3 separate regions of the Sus scrofa genome follow, and regions 1 and 3 are each linked to region 2. Evidence: chromatin contacts called from public Hi-C and HiChIP or PLAC-seq data. All regions are on one chromosome and are shown on one strand. Each heading gives the region's core, a stretch centred on a gene start, on an enhancer-like site or on the middle of the called end of the contact. The rest is flanking DNA. Distances are from core to core; before and after follow the strand shown. Region 1 holds the start of HNRNPUL1 (heterogeneous nuclear ribonucleoprotein U-like protein 1). Region 2 holds the start of TMEM91 (transmembrane protein 91). Region 3 holds the start of AXL (AXL receptor tyrosine kinase).

Region 1 (2,700 bases), core at 175-2,674, 86 kb before region 2:
ACACACCATTTGTTTATCTGTATTGTGTGTGCGCCTTTGTCTACGTAGAGGGTGTGTGTGGCTTTTGTAGGCTTTAGGTATAGCCCAGTGAGCAGCGGGCATTTGCATTGTGCATATTGATAATGTACCTTACAGAAGGCTTGTTTTTTTGAGTTAGAGGCGACAGGTGGTGCAGGGTTAAACATAATGAAACTACGGCGTTTAGTAGCGCGAGGCTTAATCTGTGTATTGAGCTTGTCAATACAGACGCCAAACTAGCAAATCAGCATAGATGATTTGGGGTAGAGACCCCTGAGCTTTTGGAAGCCCTTCCGCATGGAAAGGGAATGACCGCGTACAGAGCGCCCATTCCACGTAAGATAGCAACCGGAGAGAAAGACGTCAGCGCAGCTATGATAATGGAAAGAGGGGCCCCGTGAGATGATCTATCAAAGGGGAGAGAGTGAGATTTCTTTCACAACTTTTTCCCCGTTGTTTGTCTCTGCTTTCAAACCTTCAGGACTCTCTGAAGCCAAAGAGCTGCTTTTCATAAAAGCAACTGAGTTTCTTCCAGACTAAGAACAATTTGTGTACCTAAATCTCTGTTTAGTATACTTCCCTCTACGGCGAAGTTTGTAAGGCGGTCCGTAACCAGAATAGCCAATCTGGCTAGGTTTTCCTAAAACGGTGCAACTGTACTAGCTTTACCGAGATAAGACAGGAACTACGATTGGTGGACAGATTGTTTTGAAACCGCCCTAACGGCAAGGGGAAGGTCCTTCGTGAATTCATCTCTTTCCGGTTTCCTAAAGGCAATCTTGAAAGGGGGCGGGGAGGAGTGGTTTGCGGACCCTCCATTTGATTGGTCCTAGTGGTTTTACCCGCTTGGACGCCTCCAGGGGCGGGAGATTTAGACCAATCAAGATATGTGTTACAGAGACACTAGTTTGATGAAAGGACCGCGCAGGAAAGGCCGTGGGGACCTCATTCTGAGATCTCACTGCTGATGGGTCCAGGTCTTTACTCCCTTTCCCTCATTTGACCCTACTGGAGCGGGCGCGCGAACGCTACCCAATCACCGCGCGCTCCGCCTCTCACCTTTTCCCGCCCTCCCGCTCCGGCTTCGGCATCGACGTAGGCCAACGCTTCCTCCCCGGTAGCTCCCAAGCCCTTTCAGTGCCGTTCTTTTGAAAGACACGCTCTGATTGGTCGAGTCTCTGGGCCCGCGCCCGTTGCTCCCATGCGGTGGCCAATTGGCACCCGTGTTGCATCGCACGGGGCCACGGAGGAGGGGGAGGTGGCGGCGGCGGCCATTTTGAGCCGCCGCCGCCATTGGAGTGGGGGCCCCCCCCTTTCCCCCTTCGCCTCCTGACAGGAAAGGTTTAAGGGGGACAGAGCCCTGGGAGGCCGGGCCGGGCTCGGGGGCCGCCCCGGGGGCCCGGGCCATGGATGTGCGCCGTCTGAAGGTGAACGAACTTCGCGAGGAACTGCAGCGCCGCGGCCTGGACACTCGTGGCCTCAAGGCCGAGCTTGCTGAGCGGCTGCAGGCGGCGCTGGAGGCCGAGGAGCCCGACGACGAGCGGGAGCTCGAGGCCGACGACGAACCGGGGCGACCTGGGCACAACAGCGAGGAGGTCGAGACCGAGGGGGGCTCCGAGCTGGAGGGGACCGCGCAGCCACCGCCGCCCGGGCTGCAGCTGCAGCCGCACCCGGAGCCCGGCGGCTACTCGGGGCCGGACGGACATTGTGAGAGTGCGCGGGGCGGGGGCCGGGGAGCCCGGAGTCCGGGCCGAGGAAGGGCTGTGGGACGCGGGAGTCCGGCGCCTGAGGTCGGGGAGACGATCTAAGGATCGGGGGATGCCTCTGCCCGTCGCTGAAAAGGATTTGGGGACAAGGCCCGCGGGACGACCGGAGGGCGAATCCTGGCATTCGGTGCAGGGGAGATCCTGGAATGGGGGGCGGGGGTCCTCGGTTTCGGAGATGAGGAAGGTCGGCGGGGGGGGGGGTTGTAAAGGGTTCCGCAGCCTAGGACTCGGAAACCGGAAGCTGTGGTTTCTGGACCCGAAGACAATCGGAAGAACAAGAGGTTTTCTATTTGGGGGGCTGAGGAGAGTCTTGGAAATGATGATCTTAGAGCTTGGGAGCTGTGCGAGCCCAGGCTATGAGCTAGGCGTTGAGAGCTTTGTTTTCTGGGCTGGAGAGTTTTGAGGATGGAGGATCCTGGAGTTTGCTCCTGAATGGGGGGCACAGGGACTTCTTATATTTGGTATTAGTGTGGGTTGTATGTAAGATGGGTGCTGGCGTCTGGCCGGGGAAGGTCCAATAGACTGTATGTTCTGGTGTTTGGCCTGGGAGCATTTAGGGGATGTGGGAGACCACCATGCGATTGTACTGTGAGGGACTCAGATGCAGGACTAGAAGGCCAACCCGTAGGCAGGGACAACCTGGGCATTTGGTTCTGGCAATTTGGGGACTTTCTGATTGACTTCCAGAGGCGGTATATGGAACCTTGGTGTACAGAGGCTGGTGGCAGAGAGAAGGATGCCTCCCTGGGTGAGGAACCAGGAGGTCTAGAGCTGGAAAGGCTCTGAGGACAGATAATGCAGTGGCTACTGCTGAATGGTTTTAGATTAACAGTATCTGTCGTTTGGAGAACAAGTGTAGCTGGGGGTGGGGTGCAGAAGATAACAAATTGGTGAAGTTTTGAAGTGGATGGAGTAT
Region 2 (2,700 bases), core at 123-2,622:
TCTGACTGAGCCAAGTGCACTTCCAGACACCATCTGCTTTCCCCGGGAGTGGGGCCCGTGCCAGCTCCAGCATCTGGACTCTTGGCTCAGCGCCCTAGAGCCTGGAACCCTGGAGCCCTGGAGCCCTGGAGCCCTGGAGCAAGGGAACCCTGGCTGGCCTCACAGCGGGAGGGGAGTCCTCCACTTCGGCTGCCTGGGACTGGTGAAATGGAGGGCTTCCGAGAAAGGGAAGCCAGTGCAAGCCGGGTGGGCTCCCTGAGGAGGTGGAGGCCTGCAGGGTGAGAAGAATCCCCTAATCAGATTAATGAAGATGGATATAAATAATTATACTCCTAAACACCCTCAGAGTGCTTAGGTTGGGGCACATGTTGGACAGTTGTTATGGCACCTAACTTAAGCACATTATGTTATCACAGCTAAGAAGCAGGGAGTGTTTACCCCATTTTATAGATGAAGAAATTGCAGTTCAGAGAGGTGATGCCCTTATCCAGAGATCATGCAGAAAACACCTTTGAAGAGCCTGGAAAGGAATTCAGGTCTGCGTGGGTTCAAACACTGACTCATAACCACCAACTGTACCACCTGATAACCAGCACACCACCTCCACCCTCTTCCCAGGAAGCCCCCACCTCACCTTCTGCATCTGCTTTCTCTCCTCCCTTTGGGCCAGCAGGAAATACAGCCCTGGGTTACAATCTGCCAGTGGGTCCCAGTATCAGTTGTTTACCGGCCAAGTGTGCACACATGGCTGAGCCTCAGTTTCCTTACCAGCAGAAGAGGGGTAGAAAGAGAACTACTTTAAAAAAAAAAGAAAAAGAAAAAGAGATATACATGCATGTGTAACTGGGTCCCCATGCTGTACAGTGGAAAAAAAGAAAAAAAAAAAAAAAAGAAGAAGAAGAAGAAATGGAGCTACTGAGGGGAATGTGAGCGATGATTAACGTAGGGCATCGAAGCCAGGGGTAGTGACCCGGCGGACGGCGGGCTCCTTGGCAACTCCTAACTCCTCTGCGCTGGTTTCCTTTTGGGCACGACAGGACAATCAATCAGCGTGCCTCAGAGGTCGTTCTTAGGGGTAAACGTGTACGCGTATACGTAAAGCACTAAGGGCCGTGCCCGGAGGTAGCCGGGTTGCTGTTAATTGTCGGGCAGGTGGGAGGACAGGGGGTGGAGGTGGGGCCAAGCCAGGAAGCCTGGAGAATTGGGACGACCCCTCCTCTGTCCTGCGGCTTTTGGGTTGGGGTTCCGGGGTCTGGGCCTGCCGTCCTCGGAGACTGCCGCCCGCTCCTCCACATCCGGGGTGACAGATGCCCGCGCCACTGTGCGGACGTCGGCCCCAGGCCCCCTCCCAGCTTCCGCGGAGGGCGGAGCCCGGGAGCCTCGCCCCGCCCCATCCCCGCCCCCGCGCGCTGCGGGCCCGGGGCGCTGGGAGGGGGGCCCAGCCGAACGCGCAGACCCCAAGCCTCCAGGCCCCGGCCCCGGGGAGCGCTGGGCTCAAGAGTTTCCCCACCCCGGGCCGCAGGGTCGGGGCGGGTGTCAGTGCAGGGGGCGCAGGAGGTCCCGGCCTGTGGCTGCGGGCGGTGAGTGAGGGGCGCGGGTGGGGGCACCGCTATTCTCAGGGTTCTTGGCGTTGGGGAAGGAGCAGTGGGTGGGGTTGAGGAGCAAAACCTTGAGAGAAAACCGGCTCAACCCAGGTTTGGCCTGAGGGCGGGAGAATTGAGGACCCTCCCCTCCCCCAGGGGTGTGCTCTGTGGTGGAGTTGGGGGGGGGTTGGGGGTGTTATAGGGGAGCTGTACAAGGGCGGACTCTGGTAAAACATGAGGTGTCTGGGGAGCTGGCGGGTGTGGGTCATGGATGTGGGTGGAGGAGGAGAGGCTGTGTGGCCCCCGAGGAGAGGTGATAGGCTGCCTCAAAGCAGAAGTGATGGGAACAGGGCAGAGTGTCCAGGCTGCATGTGTGGGAAGCCTGGGCATATCTGTGCACCTGGGGGGATCTGATGCTGGGGGATTAAGATGAACATGGAGTTATTTGGGGTGAATTTGTAAGACGATTGGGGGCACCAGAGGAGTGTTTTCAGAGAGCTCATGTTTGGGGCAAGCATGCAGACAGTCCCTTGGGACATGAATTTGGGGCAAGTGGAGGTGGCGTTGGGCTTGCCTGGATCGGTATGTGTGGCAGGGACTTGGGCATTGAGAGTATGCAGGCTTGGGGTGGGGGAACAGGAGGTGTGCGAACTAAGCATCTCTGGGGATGGGGATGGGGGGAGGGATGGGAGTGCGAACCAAGGATGGGTGTGTAGTTCACAGGCCAGGTATACGTGTGTACAGTATGGTTTGGAATAAATGTGCAACAGGTATGTGGTTTTGCCCTGAGGAGAGAGAAGTCCAGATTCCTGAGCTCCCTTCACAACTTGGACCAACCTTTTTTTTTTTTTGGCCGCCCCACAGCATATGGAGTTAGCGGGCCAGGGATCAGATCCCAGCCATAGTTGCCACCTAAGCCACAGCTGTGGCAACACCGGATCCTTAAACCACTGTGCCGGGCTGGGGATCGAACCTGCATCCCAGCGCTCCCAAGATGTTGCTGATCCCGTTGTGCCACAGCAGGAACTTCTGGACCAACCTCTTTTACTCTCTGGGGCTCAGTTTTATTATCTATAAAATGGGGGCGTTCCTGTCATGGCTCAGCGGAAACGAATCT
Region 3 (2,700 bases), core at 30-2,529, 120 kb before region 2:
AGTGCACAGAGAGACAGACAGAAGAGATGCAAAAATCAAGGGCACCTTGTCAGCTGTGCTCACCACGTGCAAAGACCTGCACGTGCACTGTCCTAGCACAGTCTGCTAAGAGGCTTCTATCCTTTTCTCTCTCTCTGTTTTTTTTGCTTTTAGGACTGCACCTGTGGCACATGGAGGTTTCCAGGCTAGGGGTCGAATCAGATTGCAGCTGTCAGCCTACGCCACAGCCACAGGAATGCTAGATCCGAGCCACACCTGCGACCTACACCATTGCTCACAGCAATGCCAGATCCTTAACCCACTGAGCGAAGCCAGGGATCGAACCTGCATCTTCATGGATACTAGTCAGGTTTGTTACTATTGAGCCATGATGGGAACTCCCAGTGGATTCTATTCCTATGCCCACCTTACAGATGGACAAACTGAGGCTCAGGGAGGCCCATTACTTGCAAGACCACACAGTTAATGGCAGAGCCAGGATTCCCATCTGGGTCGTCGGGCACCCCTGTGAGTGCCCACCCACTGGTGTCCTGCCTCTGTGCCCACGTGGGTCGTTTTTTATGAGTGTCCCAAGTGTACCCCAGGGTTGCCCATGCTGCAGGGTCCTCTGGTTTCTGAGGTTTCTCCAGGAATGGAGTTCCTGACCTGGCTTGCCGGAGTGTGGGCCAGCGGCGTGCCCCTGCGTGTCTCCTCCTGTCCCATCTCTGTGTGTAGATGACATCTGAGCGTGTGTGTGTGTGTGTGTGTGTGTGCGCGTGTGTGTCCCTGTCTGAGGCCCTGTGAGTGTGAGGGGGAGTGCCTAGCTGGGCTGGGCTGGGGGGTGGAGGCGGGGAGGGGGGCGTCACAGGGGAGTGGAGTTCTGGAGGAATGTTTACCAGACACGAAGGGAGCCCAGAGGGACAGCGCCCAGGGCCGGGGAGAGACACACTGCTTCCCTGCCTCGCTGGCCCAAGATTAGGGGCGCAGCCACAGGGGCCCCTTCCCCCTTCCCGGCCTCCCTCTAGGGCCCCTTTAAGACAGAGCTGGTCCTCTTCTCTCCCATTAACCCCTCCAAGTCCAGGTGGCCCCTTGGGCTCCGGCCCGGTGGGCGGAGGCAGGGGGAGGGCAGAGGCGGGGAAAGGGTTGCCCGAAGTCTGGGAGAGAAGGAGGCAGGAGAGCGGGGAAGGCGGCTGCTGAGCAGAGCCCCCACCCACCCACCCACTGTGCCAGGCCGGCAGTGCCAAATCCGGGGAGCCCAGAGCTGGGGGGGAGGGCCGGGGACAGCCCGGCCCTGCCCCCTCCCCCCGCGGGGTGCCCAGCAACTTCGGAGGAAAGTTTGGCATTGATTGTGCGGTGGCCCGAGGAGGATGGACAGGGTCCTGCTGGCCTGGTGCTGGGCGCTGTGCTGCTGGGGGTGCGTGGCTCCCAAGGGTGAGTGATGGGGGGCCTGTGGGGCAGGACCACCCATGGAGGGGCTGGGGCAGGAGGGAGAGGAGGGGGATGGATGGCAGGTGTTTTTGGGGGGGACGAATCGTGGGCTGGCTCGGAGAGTTGCCTTGGAACAACAGAGAGGGAGACAGGGGACACAGGGACAAACCGAGAGAGGCCCGGGAAGAAAAAGGGACTCTTGAGAAAGGAGGAACAGAAGGACAAGAAACAGAAACTAGGAGGGTCGGAGACAGGAAGAGATGGACACAGAGACGGACAGACAGGAGAAGCTGAGGGCAGGGGTAGGGGTAGAGGCTAGACTTGAGATGGGGGCCTTGGGGAGCCGGGGTGGGGGGTGAGCTGGGGGCTGCCTGGCAAGGAATATTGGAGAAAGGAGCCTCAAGTCAGGCAGCGGGATGGGGAGGGCTCCGGAGCCCTAGGGGAAAACCCTGTTACTGTCACCCCCCTTCTCCTTACCCCACCCCTGTTTGTCTGTGTGTTTGCCTCCAGGGCCAGGGGCTCTGCCTCCCGCCCTGCCACCTCTGTGGGTCTCCCATTTCTCTCTCGACCCCCACCTTCTCTGTCTTTGTCATTCCCGTTCTCTGAGGGCCTCTCTCAATGTCTCTGTCTCCCTCCGGGTCTCCTCCCCCACTTTTTCCCCTCTGGGGGCTGAGTCTCCACCTCTGTCTGTCTCTGGGTCTCTGTTCCTCTCGTCTTTCCCTGTTTCTCCCCCTCTTCCCCCCCCCCCGTCCCCCCAACCACCATCCACCAGCCTGATCTGTCAAGTCTCTGGAGACCCTAAGGGAGGGGAGGCGGGGGTGGCGGGCCAGCCGGGCCGTCAGAGCGTGGGAGGCTGCCAGATCCTGGGCCTCCTTCCCAACGGACAAGGGATGGAGGCCGGACCCCAGTCCCTTGGGAAGGCTCCCCTCCTCCCCTTAAAGCCTCCACCCTCCACCCCCCCGCTGAGGTCACTCTACAACTATGTGGGCCTAAGGGCCTGGTGGGGTCCTGGCTGCCCGGGGCAGGCGGGAAGGTGGGGGGACGAGGACTGGGGAGTTGGAGGGAAAGCCGGTTCCGAGCTAACTCTTCCCTCTCCCTGCAGTTGCCCCAGCCGAAGTGCACCCCTTTGTGGGGAGTCCGGGGAACATCACTGGCGCCCGAGGACTCATGGGGGCCCTTAGGTGTGAGCTCCAGGTTCAGGGGGAGCCTCCTGAGGTGACCTGGCTTCGGGATGGACAGGTCCTAGAGCTGGCAGACAGCACCCAGACCCAGGTGCCCCTGGGCGAAGATGGG

The links. Hi-C and Micro-C count contacts between places; a contact is called where the count stands out from the background. HiChIP or PLAC-seq counts read pairs in DNA pulled down with a chosen protein or histone mark.
Region 1: a Hi-C map of liver shows a contact between it and region 2, with 4 times the contacts expected there. The contact joins the promoter of HNRNPUL1 here to the promoter of TMEM91 in region 2. A contact is called at or near these places in 2 of 5 promoter capture datasets (fetal liver and liver), 2 of 47 Hi-C or Micro-C datasets (embryonic fibroblasts and liver) and 1 of 2 datasets of contacts at active chromatin or transcription factors (alveolar macrophages).
Region 3: an H3K27ac HiChIP or PLAC-seq map of alveolar macrophages shows a contact between it and region 2. The contact joins the promoter of AXL here to the promoter of TMEM91 in region 2. A contact is called at or near these places in 1 of 5 promoter capture datasets (liver), 4 of 47 Hi-C or Micro-C datasets (embryonic fibroblasts, heart right ventricle, liver and 1 more) and 1 of 2 datasets of contacts at active chromatin or transcription factors (alveolar macrophages).

Annotation. Positions count from the first base shown.
Region 1 is chr6:49,278,872-49,281,571 of Sscrofa11.1, forward strand. It overlaps HNRNPUL1 (heterogeneous nuclear ribonucleoprotein U-like protein 1), which reads left to right and starts at 1,425. Exons shown (of 17, transcript XM_021094416.1): 1 at 1,425-1,725. The coding sequence starts at 1,425.
Region 2 is chr6:49,364,701-49,367,400 of Sscrofa11.1, forward strand. TMEM91 (transmembrane protein 91) reads left to right here and starts at 1,373. Exons shown (of 4, transcript XM_003355932.4): 1 at 1,373-1,580.
Region 3 is chr6:49,244,523-49,247,222 of Sscrofa11.1, forward strand. AXL (AXL receptor tyrosine kinase) reads left to right here and starts at 1,280. Exons shown (of 23, transcript NM_001128458.1): 1 at 1,280-1,410; 2 at 2,510-2,700. The coding sequence starts at 1,347.